2 separate regions of the Zea mays genome follow, and region 1 is linked to region 2. The links are chromatin contacts, called in public Hi-C maps. All regions are on one chromosome and are shown on one strand. The core of a region is the stretch at or near the end of the contact, and the rest is flanking DNA. Distances in the headings are between cores, read along the strand shown. Region 1 holds the start of LOC100191261. Region 2 holds the start of LOC100192709.

What was found. A called contact is a pair of places that touch in the nucleus more often than the background predicts.
Region 1: a contact with region 2 is called in a Hi-C map of ear, with 1.7 times the contacts expected there. The contact joins the promoter of LOC100191261 here to the promoter of LOC100192709 in region 2. A contact is called at or near these places in 2 of 25 Hi-C or Micro-C datasets (ear and tassel).

Annotation. Positions count from the first base shown.
Region 1 is chr3:101,644,971-101,649,380 of Zm-B73-REFERENCE-NAM-5.0, forward strand. LOC100191261 reads right to left here and starts at 2,493. Exons shown (of 2, transcript NM_001136695.1): 1 at 1,409-2,493; 2 at 1,061-1,324. The coding sequence starts at 1,747. The coding sequence ends at 1,274.
Region 2 is chr3:101,431,109-101,435,586 of Zm-B73-REFERENCE-NAM-5.0, forward strand. LOC100192709 reads left to right here and starts at 1,328. Exons shown (of 13, transcript NM_001137911.2): 1 at 1,328-1,591; 2 at 2,887-3,013; 3 at 3,094-3,162; 4 at 3,559-3,645; 5 at 3,987-4,064; 6 at 4,147-4,206; 7 at 4,281-4,453. The coding sequence starts at 2,957.

The sequences.
Region 1 (4,410 bases), core at 1,243-3,742, 220 kb after region 2:
CCAAAACAGCAATTAATAAATTTCAGCTCCTATACAATTCAAGAATTGCAGCGTTCTAGACCCTTAAATTATTCTAACACTTCGACAATTTGTTAGAGTTAAAATGACCAAGTGAGAACTAACAAGTAGATTTACTAATTTTTATACAAGTTATTTCGCGCTCTAGAACTACCATACACAATTAGTAACGCATCTACCACAATAATCTTATCCGGCATACATATATATCGATACGCTCTTCACATAGTAATTTTCATTTTAACTTGGGTATCACATGAACACTACTAATTTTTACCTGCGACCGTAACCATGCGCATTTAGGCCATAACAAGCAAATCATCGTGGTTACGAGCTTAACCAACCCATCTAACACTTCGGCTAACTAGAGCAATGGCATAGCCCGCTAAATAACATACACGTCGGCTTGCCTATTATTATCACTATCTAAGACACAACATACACCACATCATTTTTATAAACATACCTATTCACATGTATATTCACACATCGACCAAATCATACGAACCGTAAACCACTAATCTCTAACTCGAAACCATCATGCGCTTACTTCCCAATTCATGAACACATAACGCGTATTGACCCGACTCAAGATATAGAGGAAGCGATGACTACTTTGGCATGTCATCACCTCTCTATATAAGCCAAAACAATTTCTACTATCGACTAAGAGTTCTAAGTATTAAACACATTATTTCTTTCCTCGCGCAAATAAACTTCAACTTAACACCAGTGACACCGAAGGATTTTTACTAAACTCATCATGCACATAACCCTGTCTCGCATACAACCATATTGTGGCGTGCACTCGAGACACTTCAATCAATGTGGCGCGACCACTAATATGTGAACTCCGACACTCATGTCTTAACAATACATCCTCCACGTAACTAGCATTTTCTAAACTACTCGTCAAATCAATAAATATATCCCCGATATAATCACGAATCCCATCACATTGCATAAAACAATTACACTTTTCACATAAACACATATCGATGCATTTCCCAAAACATAATCCACATTTTGTAACTTAGTTTTTCGCATCAAATAACGCATCGCATATTTTCCTATCAAAATAAAAATTCTCGAGTTCTTTTCCACTTCATTTCCTTCCCTACACACTTTCATTCACACAATTATATTTTCACACATATATTTACGCCATCGACTGAATCGTAAATAAAACATAATCACAATTTTTCTAAAGTGAACAACCTGGCCAAAATCCGATTGGAGTTGCGCATGCATGCCATCAGCTTGGGCTCTTTGCCGACGAGCGATGCGCGAGGCGTGATGACAAGGGCTGCGAGCACAGCACAGTTTAATACACGATTTATTTGTGTGGCATTTAATCGGACACGAAAAACACGGGACAGTGGGGTCTCACCACGGGTTTCGACGACGCCGCGCAGGCGCCATGCAGATTGACGGCGAAGCGAGACGTGGAGACGTCGGGGCTGCACGGATCGACGACGCGGCTCCTCTCGCTTAGCTGGAACAAGTCGTGGCGCTGTGGTTTTTGCTGTGCGCGACAAACACGGCATCGATGGCAAGCCCAATGCTCGACGATAGCAAGCTGCGGGTTGGGACAAAGCTCGATCCAGCGGCTAGGACAGCAAGGTGCCTCACTAAGGGCCACAGCGTCACGTCGGGACTGCTGCCATGGACAGGCGCCGGTGAAGGAGCTCGATGCTGCGATAAACTGAGACATGCAGCTACTGTGCATATCGTCGAACAGGTGGCGCGCGACATTGGGGGAACCCCGCTGCAGTAAGGAAATCGATGACGGCACGGCTAGCGTGCACTGGCGAGTGTCGGGGGCAGGTTCTCGCTGCTAGGCAAGGCCGACGGCCAGGCCCTTGCACAGGCTGGTGGCGAGGATGAGAGCCTGGGAGTGAGAGTCGTGCAGGGTTGAAGCAGGGAGCACCGGCGACTGGCTTGGAACTGCAGCAAGTACACCAAGGGGGCAGCAGCGCCATGGGAGGCCGACCAGAGAGGAGGAGGGCGTCTGCTGCTTGTTGCGGTTGAAGAAGAAGGCGTTGTGGGGAGCTTCTGTAGGAGAGTTCGGCTAGGGGCAAGCATGGAGTCGAGCTCCTGCTGCCTGGGCGGAGGTGGGGAGAAGACCAGGCGCCTTGGGGAGAAGAGGAGGAATCCCGCTGGGGGAAAGGGGCGCCTGCACAGGGATGGATGGCGGACGTGCTGGGCACGTCACAGGGGCGCGACGGAGAAGCTCGACGCCATGGGGAGTTCGGCGAGGCCGCACTGGCGCCCTGCGTCTAGGACAGAGGAAGGCGTTGGACACCATGGGAGCAGGGGAGCCAAGCAGAGAGCTCGCAGGGAGGGGGTGCGCGCCCATGGATGGGAGAGGGAGGAGATCCCTGCTGCTGGCGTAAGGGAGAAGTTGTTGTCCTAGATGGAGCTCGGATGGGGGAGGAAGAAGATCGGTTGCAGCAGGTCTGTGAGCCGGGAGAGAAAGGCTCAAAGGCAGGGAAATGGCGTGGGGAGGAGGACAACAGGGGACCCCGAGAGCTAATAGAGGGCGCGGCCTGCTAGGCGATTGGCTCACCTGGGCAGCATGGCACATTGGCCTACAGGCGCAGCGATCGTCGAGTGGCTGGCCGTGGCCGGCGCTTCAGGCCAAGCACCACGCGACAGTCATGGCCACTGCAGCACGTGAGGGAGGTGAGTTTGTCTCCCTTTTTTAACATTTTGCAGGGTAAGAATAAAATAGTACTAAATTAAAATCCACGTTCATAATTAATTATCGTTGAGTTTTATACTAAACACCCCGCATTCGTAACAAACGAGAAATACGAAATTTCGGCAGAAATTCTAATCGATATTGCCTGAAAAAAATATACTCGCATTCTATTTGAAAAATGTTTTGACTTAAACTTGACCATTTTTTTTGAATCAGACCTTTGTAGTTCGAACAACAATTAAATTATGCGAGTAGTTCTATATTAAAATTCTTGTCGCTTTTGTTTGTTCCAAATTTTTAAGATCGTGCTGCGTTATAGGTCTACGCCAGCGGTCCGGGTTATAAAATTCGAGTCTCCTAAATACGGTGTTGTATTTTGCTTACTAAGAAAGGAACCAATTTAGCAAATAAGTAATTAGATCAAATATGAACGGTTATTACTCACTTCATTTTTGTTCTCGTATTTTCCTTTTTGATTTAGATCAGATATGGTGATATCAAGTTGGTTCGGATTAGAATTAATTAGAGATCGACACAACAGAGATCCCGCTTGAGAATACAGACTCGGATTAATTTTTGAACATAGATCGAACATCGAGAAATTGGATTCGGACACAGCTCAACTAGCAACTGTCGAGCGTCTGATTAAATGAGCTTTAGACGAGATTTATAGTTCGAGATTGATTATCGAGTTTGCATTCGTGCCAAGAATAAAAAGTTTTTAACAGGCTCCAAATCTGGCTGTTTCTCGCGATTGAATAAAATCAGAAATCGGTGAAACCTTCTCAAGTAACTTGATAAATGGAGATAAACGCGATTGAGAAATAGAATTTTTCACTTAGCATTCGAGATTAGGATAAATCTCCTGACATAACGCAAAATAAACACCTGGGGTGTCACAGCCTCGGCCGGTACAGGTTCCACGGAAGGCGTGCTTACCGACGATCACCATCGGGGACTTGTCGTTGCGAAGAAATAGAACTCCGAGGGCCTAACTGTGAATGTTAGAGACACAAGTAAATAGTGAAAAGGGTTCTTAACCAGTTATTCAAACAGCAAGGGTCCTCTGTGCAAAGACAACATCGCGGGCGCACGCGAGCGCGTTTCCCCGTTCGGGGGCCGACTCGGGCTGGTTTGAGCCCGTTACTATTCGTTCCTTCTATTTTTGTTTTTCTACCAGGCTTACGAAATTTATAGGAAATTATAAAAAATGATAAAATAATGGGAACAATTTTACTAGATTCCTAATTTCCTCTAGTATTTAATAAAAATAGTTCCAAGATTTTAAGTCCCAACTAGGAATTATTTACCAATTAAAGGTGCTTAAACCTAGACTTTTGGAATTTTAGAAACTACTGAATAGCTCCAAAAATCATAAAACTTTTTGGGTAAGCTTAATTTGATAATTAGAGCCCATGGGTGAAGTTTGACATGTTTTGGACATTGTTTGATCCCCAAACCCAAAACCTTAGCTTTATAGGTAATATTTGCCTTATTCTAGTGGAGTACTGACTCGGAAAACCCTAGTTTCCCTGGTGTAACATGAAGGAAAGTTGTATTCAAGATACAACTTGATGTATCTCTATTATAATTGCATATTCATAGCATCACATAAGCATTCATGTATATGTATGGTTATGTATAGAAAACGAAGAAGAAGTAAGTGTCGAAGAATAAGAGACTGCACC
Region 2 (4,478 bases), core at 78-2,577:
CAAGAATAAGGCAACACGATTATGAATTATTAGGGATATTCGTCTTCTGAAACATTATCTCCGCATGGCTATAATGATCATCAGACGAAGGTCATGAAGGACATGCCTCCATCATTTAATATGTGAACGTGAATGCGAAAGGGCAGAGATAGAAATTAGATCTCATTAATTCCTTCATATTCGCATCCTATAAAACATGTATAAACATCAACAGAAACTAATATTACATTGATACCTTCGGTTTGCTCAAAGGTGAGGACGCGCGAGAGAGATTACAATCCAGCCTGAACAGTACGATGCTACTGTTCACCTATTTATAGACACGAGACGCAGCCCGGGTAAAAATACATTTATGTCCCCAATATTCACATATGATCATAATACAAGTTATTAAGGACTAAGTGGTCTTTTCCTCTTTCGGTCAGCATCATCATTATACTTCATCTCTGTTGTGAGCCGAAGCTGTCCATCTGGCTATAGCTTCGGCGTTTACCCTTATCCTCTTTAGATCTGTCTTCATCTTATGTGCCTTCGTCACGAGGAAGAGGCTTGTATCCTCTAGATGAAGATTTCTATAATAGCTTATGCTGAAAACAAATGGTTAATTATGTTTTTAAGGACCTTCAGAAGTATAAGACTCCCAACAACGGGTTTGTACCTGTTGCCATCTCTATAAGTAGGTAAGTTGATATTCGTATTCACAATCGCATTCACAATCTCAATTTATCTTAATAAAATGTTTTGATCTCAATGTAAATAAATAAAATATGTTGATTTCGTAGCAACACATATATATAACTAGTAATAAATAAGATTGTACCAATTTTGATAAAAGTTCAAAAAAATATAATTGCCTCGGTATAAGCCCATCATCAATATAGGGTATGTTTGGTTGGTTTCTCTCGCCAACCTGGCTGTGTGAGCCAGGATCACTGGAGCCTGGCTCTGGAGATGCGACCAATCTGCTCGTATCTGGTGAGCCTGACCCAATGTGCTTTAAGGATCGTGCGAGTCTTGATCCAAATCTACATGCAGGCAACCAAACACAGAGCTCGCACGCGCATAGCCGAGCATTGCAATGGATACCTAATGACTACTCTTCAGGGGCTGGGCTGAGTGGGCTCCAAGTATACCGCAAATCTGCAATTTTGGTACAATCCATTTATCCCACGATAATTATAGCCCCGGCCTGCCAATGAGAAAGCGACGCGGAAACAGAAACCAAACTAACGCTAGCCTAGTCATCCTGCCAGCCAGCGCCCCCCTATGGCCTATGGGTAGGTTCCCACGCAGAGCACAGCACTCCACCTCACTGCTCCAGTCGCGAGCCGCAGCTGCGCGTCGCGTCGCATCGCACGCATCTCTCCTGCCCTCCAGCTCCAAAGCTTCGTCGTCTGCGTCGCCCCGCGCCCCGTCTTGCTCGCTCCAAGCTAGACACCATACCACCCAGGTGACTTCGCGCGCCACTCCTTCCTTCCCTCCCTTTCCCCACAGCTTTACTCTCCCCTCCCGTGTCCAGATCCCGAGGCCCCTCTCCCTCGATCGCCGCCTCCCGGTAGCGGATCCGGCGCCGGCTCGCGCCCCCCGACAGGTACCCTACCCACCGACCGGATCTAGCCGCCGCATGGCTTTTGAATTGAGCTCCCCGCGCGTCGCATGGTGTGTGTGGGTATTGCCTGCGCGGGTTCCAGCTCTGGGTTGTTGCTGGATCGACGACGATGCTAGGGTTTAGGTGTGATTCGTGTCTAGTTACCTGAGTGCTGCGGGCGCGTTTCGTTTTGTCTTGGTGAGCCAAGCGTGGTTCGAATTTTCTCCGGAGCAGGTGCAGTAGCCTCTTGGAGTGACTGGCTTTGAGATTTCCAGTTTAAGGTTCGTTTGGGTTGGTCCGTTGGTGGGAGTTCAGGTTTGCTACGGCTAACCTGTGCGTAGTAACTGACATGCTTATAGTTTCAAAAGGGTTTACTTTGGCTAGCTGCAGCTCATGGGAGCTGGAGGGACCTCATTCAGATGATCCGACATTTACTGCAGTTCCTATATTCATACAAGTATTGATGCTGCGACAAATTTGTATGTGGTTTGGAACTTTGGGTCAAGACTGTTGTTTTTAAAACTAGGAGCTTTAGGTACAGTTCCATGGCAGTTTTATCTTGTGCATGTGTAATGTTTGTTGGACTATCATATAGTTTTCATTGGTGTATGGGGAAATTTTAGTGTCAGAATTACAGGTGCCAAGTTCTATAGTGTTTGGTGATGTGATGGAACACTCTGGAAAAATTGATGAAATTGAGCATTAGTAAAGTTGTCTGTTTTGATATGACATGGAAATTATAAGGCGCTTTAAGGTAGTGTTTGGTTGAGGAGCCAAGTAGAACGGAGCCGTTCCATCCCTGATTCTAGGAACGGAGCCGCTCTGTTCTGTGTTTGGTAATCTGGAACGGAGCGGCTCTGTTTTTTGTTTAGTTGCAGAGTGAACGGAACGGAGCGTGACTGTGAGAGCGGGATGGGAACGGAGCGGCTCCGTTCGGTTGATTTTTTTGGAGCGGAATGGTTCCGGATCTGAGGAGAATATTCCCTAATTGGAGTCATTCCGTTCTAGTTACTTTGTAACCAAACAACAACAAAACTGGGACGGAACGGCTCCGTTCTACTTGGCTCTTCAACCAAACACTAACTAAGTGACAGGGACCAAGGATATCATACACAACAATTAAGTAGGATCACTTGTATCTGCCCTTTAATCTTTTAGTGCCAAACATGATAAGGGTTTATGATATTGTTTTCTGAAACTATAGTATGTTTTGTCTTGAACAGTTAAATTGGGTTTCCTTGCAAGGCATCTCATGCTATATTTTAGCTTACATTTGTTCCTTTTGTTGTCCAATTCAGGTTTTGTTTTATGCTTGTTCATTTGTCTATGGACAATGGACTAGTTGCTGCACTGCTTTTGTGAGTCACCATGGGAAGCAGTGGAGCAGATACATCGTCTAAGCCAAACAAGGCATCCGCCCCACAGGTTCTTGATACTGGGACTGTGGCATTATCCTTTTAAGTGAAAAAGATTACTTGGTAAAAGTTTGTCCTTCTCTGTAACAGGAGCAGCAACAACCTGCTACCTCAGGTGCTGCAACACCGGCTGTTTATCCAGACTGGTCCAGCTTCCAGGTGAGTGTGATTCCCCTCTCCCCTCCAACCGAACTATTGCAACCCACTCTAGATGGAAATAAATATGTATGTAGCACTTGCAATTTTTGTTTCCATAATTAGAAAATCTATAATTTCTACCACAAAATGATAGCAATCCACACACTATAAGCATAGTGGAAAGCAAAGAGATGTAGATTCTGGATTGCAATATTGTGCAAATGATAATCAGAATGGGCATATATATTATATACTTGCACCCTTTTATTATGGGTTCAAAATGAAGAAGTGTTTCTTGCACAGCATATTTCTTTTCTTGATTCATGGGGTTGACTTTTTATTATTTTAATAATATTATAAGTATTGTTCTACTAATTCGACTTTTGTTAATAATTAGGTTACATGGTCGTTTTGCAGGCATATCCTCCAATCCCACCACATGGGTTCTTCCCCTCACCTGTGGCATCAAGTCCACAGGGTCATCCTTACATGTGGGGAGCTCAGGTAAGCTTTTCAGCCATCTGTTTGTGTTTTATAGTAATGGCTGACTGCATTCAGTTTCTTTTTATCAGTTAGAGTGTTGTTTAAGTGTATGTGCTTCAAGTGGTTGAACTTAGCTGTCTTATAGAAATATTGTTCGTATATTAGTTGTATATGTAATTTTTTCCTTAAAGTGACATAACATAATTTGAAAATTAGTTCTGAACCAAAAGTACCACTGGTATTAATATTTTCTAAAAGTAAATTGAGTGGTTCAAACAAATTGTTTTTGCTAGTGAGTGGGTAATTAACATGATAACAAAGTTGTTTTTTGGTTCACATTTTTCTCATTACTTTTTTTTCAGCCTATGATTCCACCATATGGAGCACCGCCATATGTCATGTACCCTCCTGGAGTGTATGCACACCCATCTATGGCCTCGGTATGTTCAACACGTGGCTTTAATTTTCACTATGTACTTGTCAAATGGCAATGCTGACCTTGGTTGTCATTATATTGTGCAGGGTGCACATCCATTTACTCCTTATGCCATTACTTCTCCAAATGGCAATGCTGATGCTACTGTAAGACATGATATTTTCAAATTCATCTTTCTTTTGCTTAGTATAGGGGAGCCTGATGCAACTAGGCTTTGTAGGGAACTACTGCTGTAGCTTGTGATACTGATGGCAAGCCCTCTGAAGGCAAAGATAAAAGTCCAACTAAGAGACCCAAAGGAACTTTGGGCAGCTTGAACATGCTTACTGGAAAGAACCCCAGTGAACATGGTAAGACCTCAGGTGCATCAGCTAATGGAGCCACTTCTCAAAGGTATTTTTCTTGCAACCTTAAACAC